Linked DNA regions of Sus scrofa: regions 1 and 3 are each linked to region 2. Evidence: chromatin contacts called from public Hi-C and HiChIP or PLAC-seq data. All regions are on one chromosome and are shown on one strand. Each heading gives the region's core, a stretch centred on a gene start, on an enhancer-like site or on the middle of the called end of the contact. The rest is flanking DNA. Distances are from core to core; before and after follow the strand shown.

Evidence for each region. A called contact is a pair of places that touch in the nucleus more often than the background predicts. HiChIP or PLAC-seq counts read pairs in DNA pulled down with a chosen protein or histone mark.
Region 1: a Hi-C map of embryonic fibroblasts shows a contact between it and region 2, with 2.3 times the contacts expected there. The contact joins the enhancer-like site here to the promoter of RNASEL in region 2. A contact is called at or near these places in 1 of 5 promoter capture datasets (liver), 2 of 47 Hi-C or Micro-C datasets (embryonic fibroblasts and skeletal muscle) and 1 of 2 datasets of contacts at active chromatin or transcription factors (alveolar macrophages).
Region 3: an H3K27ac HiChIP or PLAC-seq map of alveolar macrophages shows a contact between it and region 2. The contact joins the enhancer-like site here to the promoter of RNASEL in region 2. A contact is called at or near these places in 2 of 5 promoter capture datasets (fetal skeletal muscle and liver), 9 of 47 Hi-C or Micro-C datasets (embryonic fibroblasts, epiblast stem cells, fetal skeletal muscle and 6 more) and 2 of 2 datasets of contacts at active chromatin or transcription factors (alveolar macrophages and skeletal muscle).

Annotation. Positions count from the first base shown.
Region 1 is chr9:123,579,704-123,582,609 of Sscrofa11.1, forward strand. The region is part of intron 9 of ZNF648 (a long non-coding RNA gene); the gene reads right to left. Among named protein-coding and RNA genes, the nearest start is that of ZNF648, 130 kb to the right of the region's middle. Within about 2 kb of position 1,533, at least 44 of the 83 cell types and tissues checked have an H3K27ac peak or open chromatin away from gene starts, as enhancers often do. A contact at or near this core is called in alveolar macrophages, embryonic fibroblasts, liver and 1 more, where this site is marked.
Region 2 is chr9:123,909,066-123,911,968 of Sscrofa11.1, forward strand. RNASEL (ribonuclease L) reads right to left here and starts at 1,321. Exons shown (of 7, transcript NM_001097512.1): 1 at 1,283-1,321. All of the region lies in intron 2 of LOC110255523 (a long non-coding RNA gene), which reads left to right.
Region 3 is chr9:123,521,028-123,524,306 of Sscrofa11.1, forward strand. All of the region lies in intron 10 of ZNF648 (a long non-coding RNA gene), which reads right to left. Among named protein-coding and RNA genes, the nearest start is that of ZNF648, 180 kb to the right of the region's middle. Within about 2 kb of position 1,529, at least 7 of the 83 cell types and tissues checked have an H3K27ac peak or open chromatin away from gene starts, as enhancers often do. A contact at or near this core is called in alveolar macrophages, omental adipose tissue and retroperitoneal adipose tissue, where this site is marked.

The DNA.
Region 1 (2,906 bases), core at 283-2,782, 330 kb before region 2:
ACTCCCCTGGCCTCCAGGTTCATTGACTATAAGGCTGATTTTTCCACTGTGATTGGTCAGGCTTCATGGATCGAATCAGACATCAGACCAAGCCTTTTGGTCAAAATCTGAGCAAAGTCTCTCACCTGTATTCTCAGAGAGGGCTTCTAGGTTGGCAGGGAACTCACCCTGGGACTGGACAGAGCTGCTGTCCCCAGTCTCAGTGCCCAGACTTAGATGTTAATTTAGTATTGTTGGGAGGGACAAATTTGGATGAGATACAACCTTGTACCACTCACACGGAGTAAAAACAAACACCCAGAAATATGTCCATGTCCCAAAGACTTGGAGGAAGAGGGAGCAAAGCATGTCCTAGACAAATGAAAAATATTCAAATGAAAAAGTTTGTCCACTAGCAAAATTATAAGGATCAAGAACTCCCTGATTTGGAACTCTACGAAAATAACACTAGAAGTGACTTAGTGAGATGAAGCAGCAGAGAACTGGCAAAGACTATGAAAACCTGGAGTGACAATAACATGGAGATAAACGGCGCAGTGAAAGAACAGGTGGACCTCACAAAACCGAGGTGGTGACATTCATTTAGCGGCTATAAAACAGCAATTCCCAGCCAAGTCGGCCATGGACTAGCCGCCAAGAGCCACCAGGTGGCGCTAGAGTAGAGAACTTCAGCGGTGGCTCAGCGATTACCAGGATTCCCCCCAAGGGAAGCGGGGCTTTGAGAGGCGGCGGGTCCAGCAGTTCCATGGATGAGGGCCCAGAGAGGAAGATGTGAAGACACCCTTCGGTCCTCAACACTCCTGAATGTCCTTGCCTGAGCTGGAAGCTAAAGGGGGGCGGGCTCTACTGGTTTCCTACTGACAAGATTCCCAGTGGGCCTCTAGTTGCTATTTCAAACAAATTGCACTGGGCAACCGTAGGGTTTGGGTCACCTGGCAAAAAACAGCTCTTTACTTCCCACTTTTCAATTCAGCGAGAATTCCATACTGTGATCCCAAACTCGATGAAATATATAAAAGGAGCCTAGCACAGTGCCCTGCTCCCAGTAAACGCCCAATGAACGTTGGTTCTCTTACACAAGCCCTGTTGGACAGTCTGATCCCCAGTCTCACACCGGGGTGCTCCTGGCCCCATAAACCCTGCAGCCCCTCTCTGGCCAGAGACCCTTTTGTCCTAGCGCCTTCGTTGTTCCAGATTTCTCACTGTGAGGCCTGGGCAGCTGCCAGGGGCCACCCGGGGAGCAGGAATCAGCTCACAGAGCTCTCCGCAGGCGTTTGGACCCCCTCCCCGCGAGCTCTCTGGCCCCAGCCCACACCCAGCCTCCAGCCCTACTGCCCTGCACGCTCCGGGCCCCCTGGCCCCCCTGCTCCAACAATGTGTTTCTAATCTGCCCGGGAACAGTCACCACGCGAGGTTTTCCTGCCCAGTGTAATCAGTTTCGCCTCTGGGCCTCGGCGTCCTGGGGTGTGTAACCCAGAGGCTTGCACGGAGGTGATCAGATTGCAGGAACAGTATGTTTTCCTCCCTGCCTCCGCTTGTTTTCTTCAGGGGCAAGGGCCAGCCAGCTGAGCTGTCTTTCTCTTGCTCCACTCCTCACCCTCCACCCTCCCGCACACGTGCTCTGCCTTCCGTGGGTGCCGAGAGGGAAAATGCGCGCACCCCGGCACGGGGCGCGTGCGCAGCCCCCTCGGAGGAGGTAGGAGTTGCAGTTTCCTAGGGAAGGCAAGATTGCTGCGGCTTGTGGGAGCGAGGAGGAGGAAGGCAGGACAGGAATTTGTGCAGACCAGTTCTGGCCAGATCTCTTTAAATGTTTTGTTCTTGCTTTGCTGCTGCTATCGCCTTTTTTTTTTTTTTTTTTTTTTCCCTCCCCTTCCCTATGCTGAGCTGTCATTTCTTCAGCCAGCCAGGCCCATATGAACTTCTGGTTCCTCTAGGCAGTAAACACCCTAGTTTCCCAGGCCACACCATTGCTCCCTTTTCTTGTTTTCTTCCAATATGCAACTTTGAAAAATGAGAAAAGTGGCAATGTCACTGATAAGGGCAGGGTTTAAATACAAGAACAATTAAATACAATGTTTAATGAATCTGATAGCGTCTCCAGTTTTTTTTTTTTTTTTTTTTTCCTCCTTTCTTGTTCTTGGCAGCATTCAATCAGAAATCAGCAGTGGGGCAATACCTAAAAAATAGTCACCCTTTTAGAGCAGTATTAAATGTTTTCAATAAAAATATGCAATAGTTCATCATAAAAACATGAGCATGTTTTTGTCTAAAAGAGGTCAGAATTCCTTCTGGCCACATTAAATTTTCCACAGGAGTTGGTAACAAGGTGACTAGGAATGGGAGACAGTGAGCCTGGCCTCCCAAAGTATCACGAGGTCCGCTGGGGTGAGTTTGCCTGTGGGACCCCAGCCTCGGCCTGATGTCATCTGCTGCTTGGACTTGCAGGCACCTGTCGGCTCGCTAACCAGAGATGGCTTGTTAGTGCTCGGCAAGCTTCAGGGCCCCCTTTGGACCACACCATGCACACCGGTGATACTTGGAATGCTTCGTCATTTTGCTGGAAGCAGCTTTTCTACTTAAAGCAATTTGCTTCAGAAGAAAACTGCATAGTTTCACTTTAAGGGCAAAATCCAGATCGCATCCACACATGAAAAGAAAGCATAAAAATAGAGAAATGACCACATGGAGTCATGAAAACTGAACAAGGTTATTTTGAACACCTTTCCAGGAGCAGGATAGCTCATCAACATGTGCAAATAAATTCCTCTTGGAGAAAAATAAGTTTCTAATCTTCCTGTTAAAAGGGGGTATCTGGTTCAATGTCCTAGGTTTTTAAGGATAATGAGGAGCTGCATCTTTTAGAGGTAGTTGGTAGACGAAGCAGCATGACTGCCTGGGTCTGAGTC
Region 2 (2,903 bases), core at 71-2,570:
ACCGGTGGCTGCAGCTCCGATTCAACCCCTAGCCTGGGAACCTCCATATGCCGCGGGAGCAGCCCAAGAAATAGCAAAAAAAGACAAAAAAAAAAAAAAAAAAAAAAAAAAAAAAAGAAGAAATAGATGGCCTCTTGAAAACACCAGAACCCTCATTTAATGAGACAAAATGTGTCTTCTGTCAATTTGCATTTCTGGTTGCCATTGCTCGGTGTGTCTCTGACTCTCTGCGGATGTGCTTTCCTATTTTAAGGTAGTATAGGATAGGAGTTCCCTAGTGGCCCGGCAGTTAAGGATTCGGTGTTGTTACTGCTGTGGTGCAGGTTCAGTCCCTGGCCTGAGAACTTGCACAGCTGCAGGTGTGGCTGAAAAAAATTAAGTCATGCAGGGTAGGGGAAAGAGCTAGGCTCTGACCTCAGCAAGATCTACATTTGAGCCCCTGGTTGTCTGACTACTAGACTCTTACTTCCTAATTGTATAACCTTAGATTATTGAGTCTCAATTTTCTGTTTCCTCAAATGTGGCAACGATAAATAAAGTCCCCCCTAGAAAGTGTATTAAAGTAGGGAGGGGGAAATATTAGGCATCCGATAAATGGTAGAGCTAATGATGTCCCCTTATAAAAAGGTTAATAAATCCACCCTCCCCACCCATGTGCATATACCTGCTACACAAATAGGAATCTGGGGTGTTTGTTTTTAGTCCAGCTGCCCTCAGTCACATCAGAGCAATTTAGAACCAGTTCAAATATCAGACAGCAGCAAACTGTTACTTACATATTTAGCGAACTGCATCGGCTACAAAATTCACAAGGCCACCACTTTTCAGCCATCTCACCCCTCTGACATTCTCAAAACTCCCACCTGGGAGAGCCGATCGATCGGATGGGCAGCGTAAGCACAAACACCCGGCAGTGACACCTCTGCTTGTGTAGACAGTTCTGGTGAGGATGGGTGTTGAGGTGGGCTGGAGTAAGTAAAGGAGCAGAGGAGGAAGAAACTCAAAGAAAGCGAGAGCAGAGAACAGAAACAGCTCAGCGAAAGGGCTGCAAGGGGAGAGTCTCGATTTCACTTTCATTTTCTCCAAGTACCAGAGATGCCCGACAAACCAAGCCCACTTGAAAGAAGACTGTGTGGATAGTGACAGAAACCCTGGAATGCTCCCGGGGGTGCAGGTCCTCCGGAGCTGTGTGTCCTTCCTTCCGCCCAGCCCACCCTCGGGAATCGTTCAAAGAAAACACCTTCTCAGGCTTTTCCGGCTCTCTTCCTTCTGCGCACCTTACCTTTTAAATGCAGCCGCCTCCTCCCTCTGGCAGCACTTCATCGTCAAATCCTCTTGCCAGCGGGCAAACAGCGCCTCCTGAGGAAGTCCCTGAGCCAGTGGGCGGGGCCAAAAAAATGTGGAAGGAGGAGGGAGGGCACACTGCACATGCCCACACCCAGGCAGAGGTGGTGGCACCTTTAAACCCCCTAGAGGAAAGGGATGGCTCTTCCCTGGCAGCTGGGCGCTGACTTGACGTCCAGGATCCTGCTGCTCAGCCTTGAGCCTTTCAGGTCCCAGCATCCAGCTCCATCCCAACCATGTTTTCCCAAATCCCTGTCTTTTTGAAGGAGTGAATAGTACCTGCTACCGGAAAAGAAGAATGATGACGATGATGGTGATGGTAGCAGACATTTACATAGCTCTTGCGTGTGCTCAAGTAACTGTTCTGAGCCCTTTATATATATTAAATCACAAAATCTAATCCTTATGAGGTAGCTACTATTTTTGACCCCATTGTACAGATGAGGAAACTGAGGCACGAAATGATTAACTTCCCTTGTTCTAGAGATTCGGGCTGCATCACTGGACAGCATAGAGGAAAATGCCCACCCTCATTCTTATGGGAGAAGCCAGACAACATAAGTATATATAATATGCTTTGTGGTGAAAATGCTGCAGAGAATAATTAGTAGTAATTAATAAGGAGGGTTGGAAATACCAGGATGAGGATTTGCAGTGAAGGGAACTATTTTATAAATAATGAAGATTCAAACTCCACTGTCTAGCACCTGACTAACTTACATCTCTCACCCTTTGGCTCCTTCCTCAATTATTTACGTTTTAAACCTTTCTTTTCCTCATAAAGCAATTTGAATAACCAGGCGAGTTTAAAGGATTTGGGAGCCTGACCTGATGTAGCCACAGGGGGGCAGCAGAGGGTGAGGATGGGCCAGAGCCTTTCAGTGCCACAAGGAAGCAACAGCACTGATTCAGAAATAGCACCAGCTGGCCTGAATTAATGGCTTGACCTTCTGCTTTCTTATCTGGAATTCTGGAGTGCATCTTACATCAGATGAAATATAGCATGGAAACATCTGTACTATACCTGAAAAAGTAGACCTGGAATCCTGGCTTTGAATCACGACTCTTCCATTGTTTTCAAAAAGTCAAATAGTTATCGACTGATGCCTCCTGAGTCCAAGGCCCTGTGCTAAGTACCTGGAATCAGATCATAAGAATAGATAATATTCATGGGACGTTAGTGTGGTGCTAAACACTTTTATTTCATCCCCTGTTCCCTAGGCAGGGTGCATTCTTATTGTCCTCATTTACAGATGAGGGACCCAAGCCTTGGAGAGGCTTATTAACTTCCCAAGGCCATACAGCGAGTGAGCCAGGAGTCCAACCCCAATATTCCTGCTCCACAGCTCCTGCTCTGAATCGCTTTACTGTGGTCTGTTCTGTCCCATCTTATCAGATAATACGGCTCCTGATCTTGAAAGAGAGCGGTTTAGGGAAAGAAAAAGCGCTGTGGAGAGAGAAGTAGTGCTTCCAGTTCGCACGTGAGGCAATCAAGGTAAGAATGGTGTCCCAGAATCACGGAAGTGGCAGAGATTAATTCTCTGCAGTGGACGTCTGGG
Region 3 (3,279 bases), core at 279-2,778, 390 kb before region 2:
GAACACAGGGACCTGGGAGCCTTCTGATGGCTGGAGTGAGAGGAGGTGGAAGGGGCTGGTGCTCTAGAGATGAGGATGCAGGGCCTTCGGACATGCTAAGGATTTGGGCTCCCTCCTGGGGATCATGGGAGTCCACTAAAGGATGATTGTTTTGTCTTTCAAAGGCATGCAGTTCTTTCCTGAAGCATTAGGAGCAGAAGCAGACCATGCTTGCACTTGGCCCCCATGATGTTTGGCCCCAGAAGGAGTGCAGAGCTGGCACTGGGGAGCCAGAGGACCCCAACCTTCTGGGGCACAAAACAAGGCCAGAGGAGAATATTTGGCTCCAATCCTGGAGCCACGAGAGCTACAGAATGTCCTGGACTACTGGCCTCCCACCCACGACCCAGATGGTTTGATTCACCCACCTTACGACAGGTACACCTTCTCCATTTGATTCTCGTGCCATGTCTCGACCTTCGTTGTACCTGTTATCAGTAGAATCTGCTACAGACCCTGCTGTGCAGGAACAGTGAGTTCCTTTGTTTTCTTTGTGGTTTGAAGGCCTATTTCTCTACTTCTGGGTCTATGTCGAGATCGCCGAGTCCTTCACAGGCCCAGAGGTCCTTGGACTTTGTCTCCACGGGTTGCCATGGAGACAGCCAGGGCCCATAGCTGCCTCTCTGCCGTTCTCAGGACCTGGAAGCTCTTTGCAAAGCTGGGAGGGCAGCACGTCCTGGCACGGCAGCCACTTCCCTCTGGGGCCTTGATACGCCCCTGGGGCCCTGTGGGGCCAGGTGCCAGGTTGGGAGTGGTGAGTTGGAGCCCTGGCCCCACGTGGGCCAGACCTCTGCAGAGGGAAGAAGCCCTCCCTGCCTTCTGCTTCCCCTGGTTACTCGGCCCGTTCTTTCAAACCCAGGCTTCTCTCTTGTACTTTTATAATAGCCCTGGAGGCCTCTAAAACCCAGAATCTAGTTTGAGCAACTGAAAACTGGTTTCCCTTTCTCATAATCCTTACATCTGCTCAGAAATTGAGGGGAAATGTTTGCATTTCATCCTCTGGCGGGTAGCCAAGAAATGGATTAAAAGGAAAACCATTCCGTTTCCATATTCCAGCAGCCGGAATGTCTTGCTAGTCCTGTTGCCTGAAATCTCCTCTCCCATCTTTCACCTGCCTGACTCCCACTTAACCTCAGCTCAGATGGAAATTATCCATATTGCTGAATCCGAATCGCCCTCCCTTCTCACTCCCCTGCACTACTTCCCTCGGTGTGGCCAGCCCACACCTGGCTGGGGTCAAATGTGTGATAAACTGAACCGAATCCAGGGCAAGATCTGCTTGTTGACTGGCAGGTGCCCAAGAAAGATGGGTTTAAACGAGAGGCTCCAGGAAAGGCACAGGACTGGGGGGACACTGCAGTTCTCAGAACTGGGCATTCGAAGGCAGAACGGGAAAGGGAGGGCTGGGCCACGCCCCCTGAATCCCACCTCCACTTACACCAGGCAGCTGACGATGGGAGACGTTTCTAGGATGTACCAGCAGGTGGCAGCATTGCCCCTCAGATGAAGGGCTCCCTCGGCAAGATAAGCTAGAACAGCTTCCTGCTGTGGGAGGCAGCCCCCCAGGTCCCCTTCTTCAGGCCCCAGTCTGAGGGTGATTTGAGGCACAGACAAGGCCTGTGCTCTATATGAAGTAGGGATCTGTAACCATTTGTGGATCCAATTTTTTTTTAATTCTAAGCCTAGATCTAGAGGTAGATCCACAGGCCTCAGCCAGAACCACTGACTCAGAAGCTCCTGGGTGGTCTCTGGGAAGCCCCAGGTGATTTTGATACAAGCAGGTCAAATTCTCATTTGTGTGATTAGATTCTGAAGGCCAGCCTTTCAGGCACCAAATTGACTTTATCCATAGGAAAACCTAGCACAGCTCAGCCCACAGCCCCCACCTGCTCCTCTGCCCAGAGGCACAGAACTTCAAGGGCAAGGCTGAGCAGGTGGCTCCAGGCATCGGTAGGAGTGGGCTGCTGGTTGCAAAGATAGCAGTGCCCTCCCGCACAACCTCGCGCTCCCATAGCTCCCTCATCTCTCCTTGTTCTTTTTTTTTTTTTTTTTTTTTTTTTTTGTCTTTGTCTTTTTGCCATTTCTTAGGCCGCTCTCGAGGCATATGGAGGTTCGCAGGCTAGGGGTCGAATCGGAGCCATAGCCATTGGCCTACGCCAGAGCCACAGCAACATGGGATCCAAACCGCATCTGCAACCTACACCACAGCTCACGGCAATGCCAGATCCTTGACCCACTGAGCAAGGCCAGGGATTGAATGCGTAACCTCATGGTTCCTAGTCGGATTCGTTAACCACTGAGCCACGACGGGAACTCCTCACCTTGTTCTTACACAGGCCTTAGCTCTGTCTGCAGCCAGAACACAACCCACCCACCTCCAGCTGAGCTTTAACCCCAGGACTCACTGATGGGTCTGCTGAAGGAAGCGGTCTCGTGGCCAACTCCGCCACCTCTCAAGCAGGTGGCATTTCCAGCAGCACCCCATGAAATTATGCTGTGGTGTTGGGGAGGGGGGCAAGTTGGCAGGGCTACCCACATGTGGAAAATCTGGGGTAGGGTGGACCCAGCTCACCCCTGGAAAGGAACTTTGAGCACAAAACCAGAGAGAGGGCCAGAGAGGATGTGCCATCTGGGCAGACACAGGACCCCCGAACCCAGTCCTTGAGCTTGTGGTAGGGTCATGCTTGACACCAGCCCAGCAAAGCCACGTCCTAAAACCAAAGAGGGAGCAGTCCGAGAGGCAGGATCGCTGTCTTCGGGGAGCAGAGGACTTCTGTGTGCTCCAGCCCCTCCCCACCTCCCTGCCCCAAGGATCTCATGGCCGGACGTTGCAGGCTTCTCCCCTTCAGTGAAAAGTTTGGGGTCTTTGCTTAATGAGGTCAGGATATTTGGCGCAGACAGCAGGCAGGATGGAGAAGGAGGGGCCACAGGGTGGGTAAAGCCTTGCTCTCTGCCTTTTTTGGCTCCAACCTGACTGCATCACCCCACTTCATGCTTCCTTCTGAGTTTGCCTACGACAAGGAAAGCTTCCACCAGGAAATCCCCTCTCAGCCACCCCATGGGCCCCGGTGAGTGGGTGTAGGTGCCACGGACAGGGTGGGGAGTGGCAAGCCCATGACACGGCTGGTGCCCCACCCTCCCCACGTCTCTCACAGCCTCACCCCTGTTGTCTGGAAAAGGAGCATCTCAAGAACAGAGCCGCCTTGCGTTCCAGGAGAATGCACTCTTTCTCTGCTATCT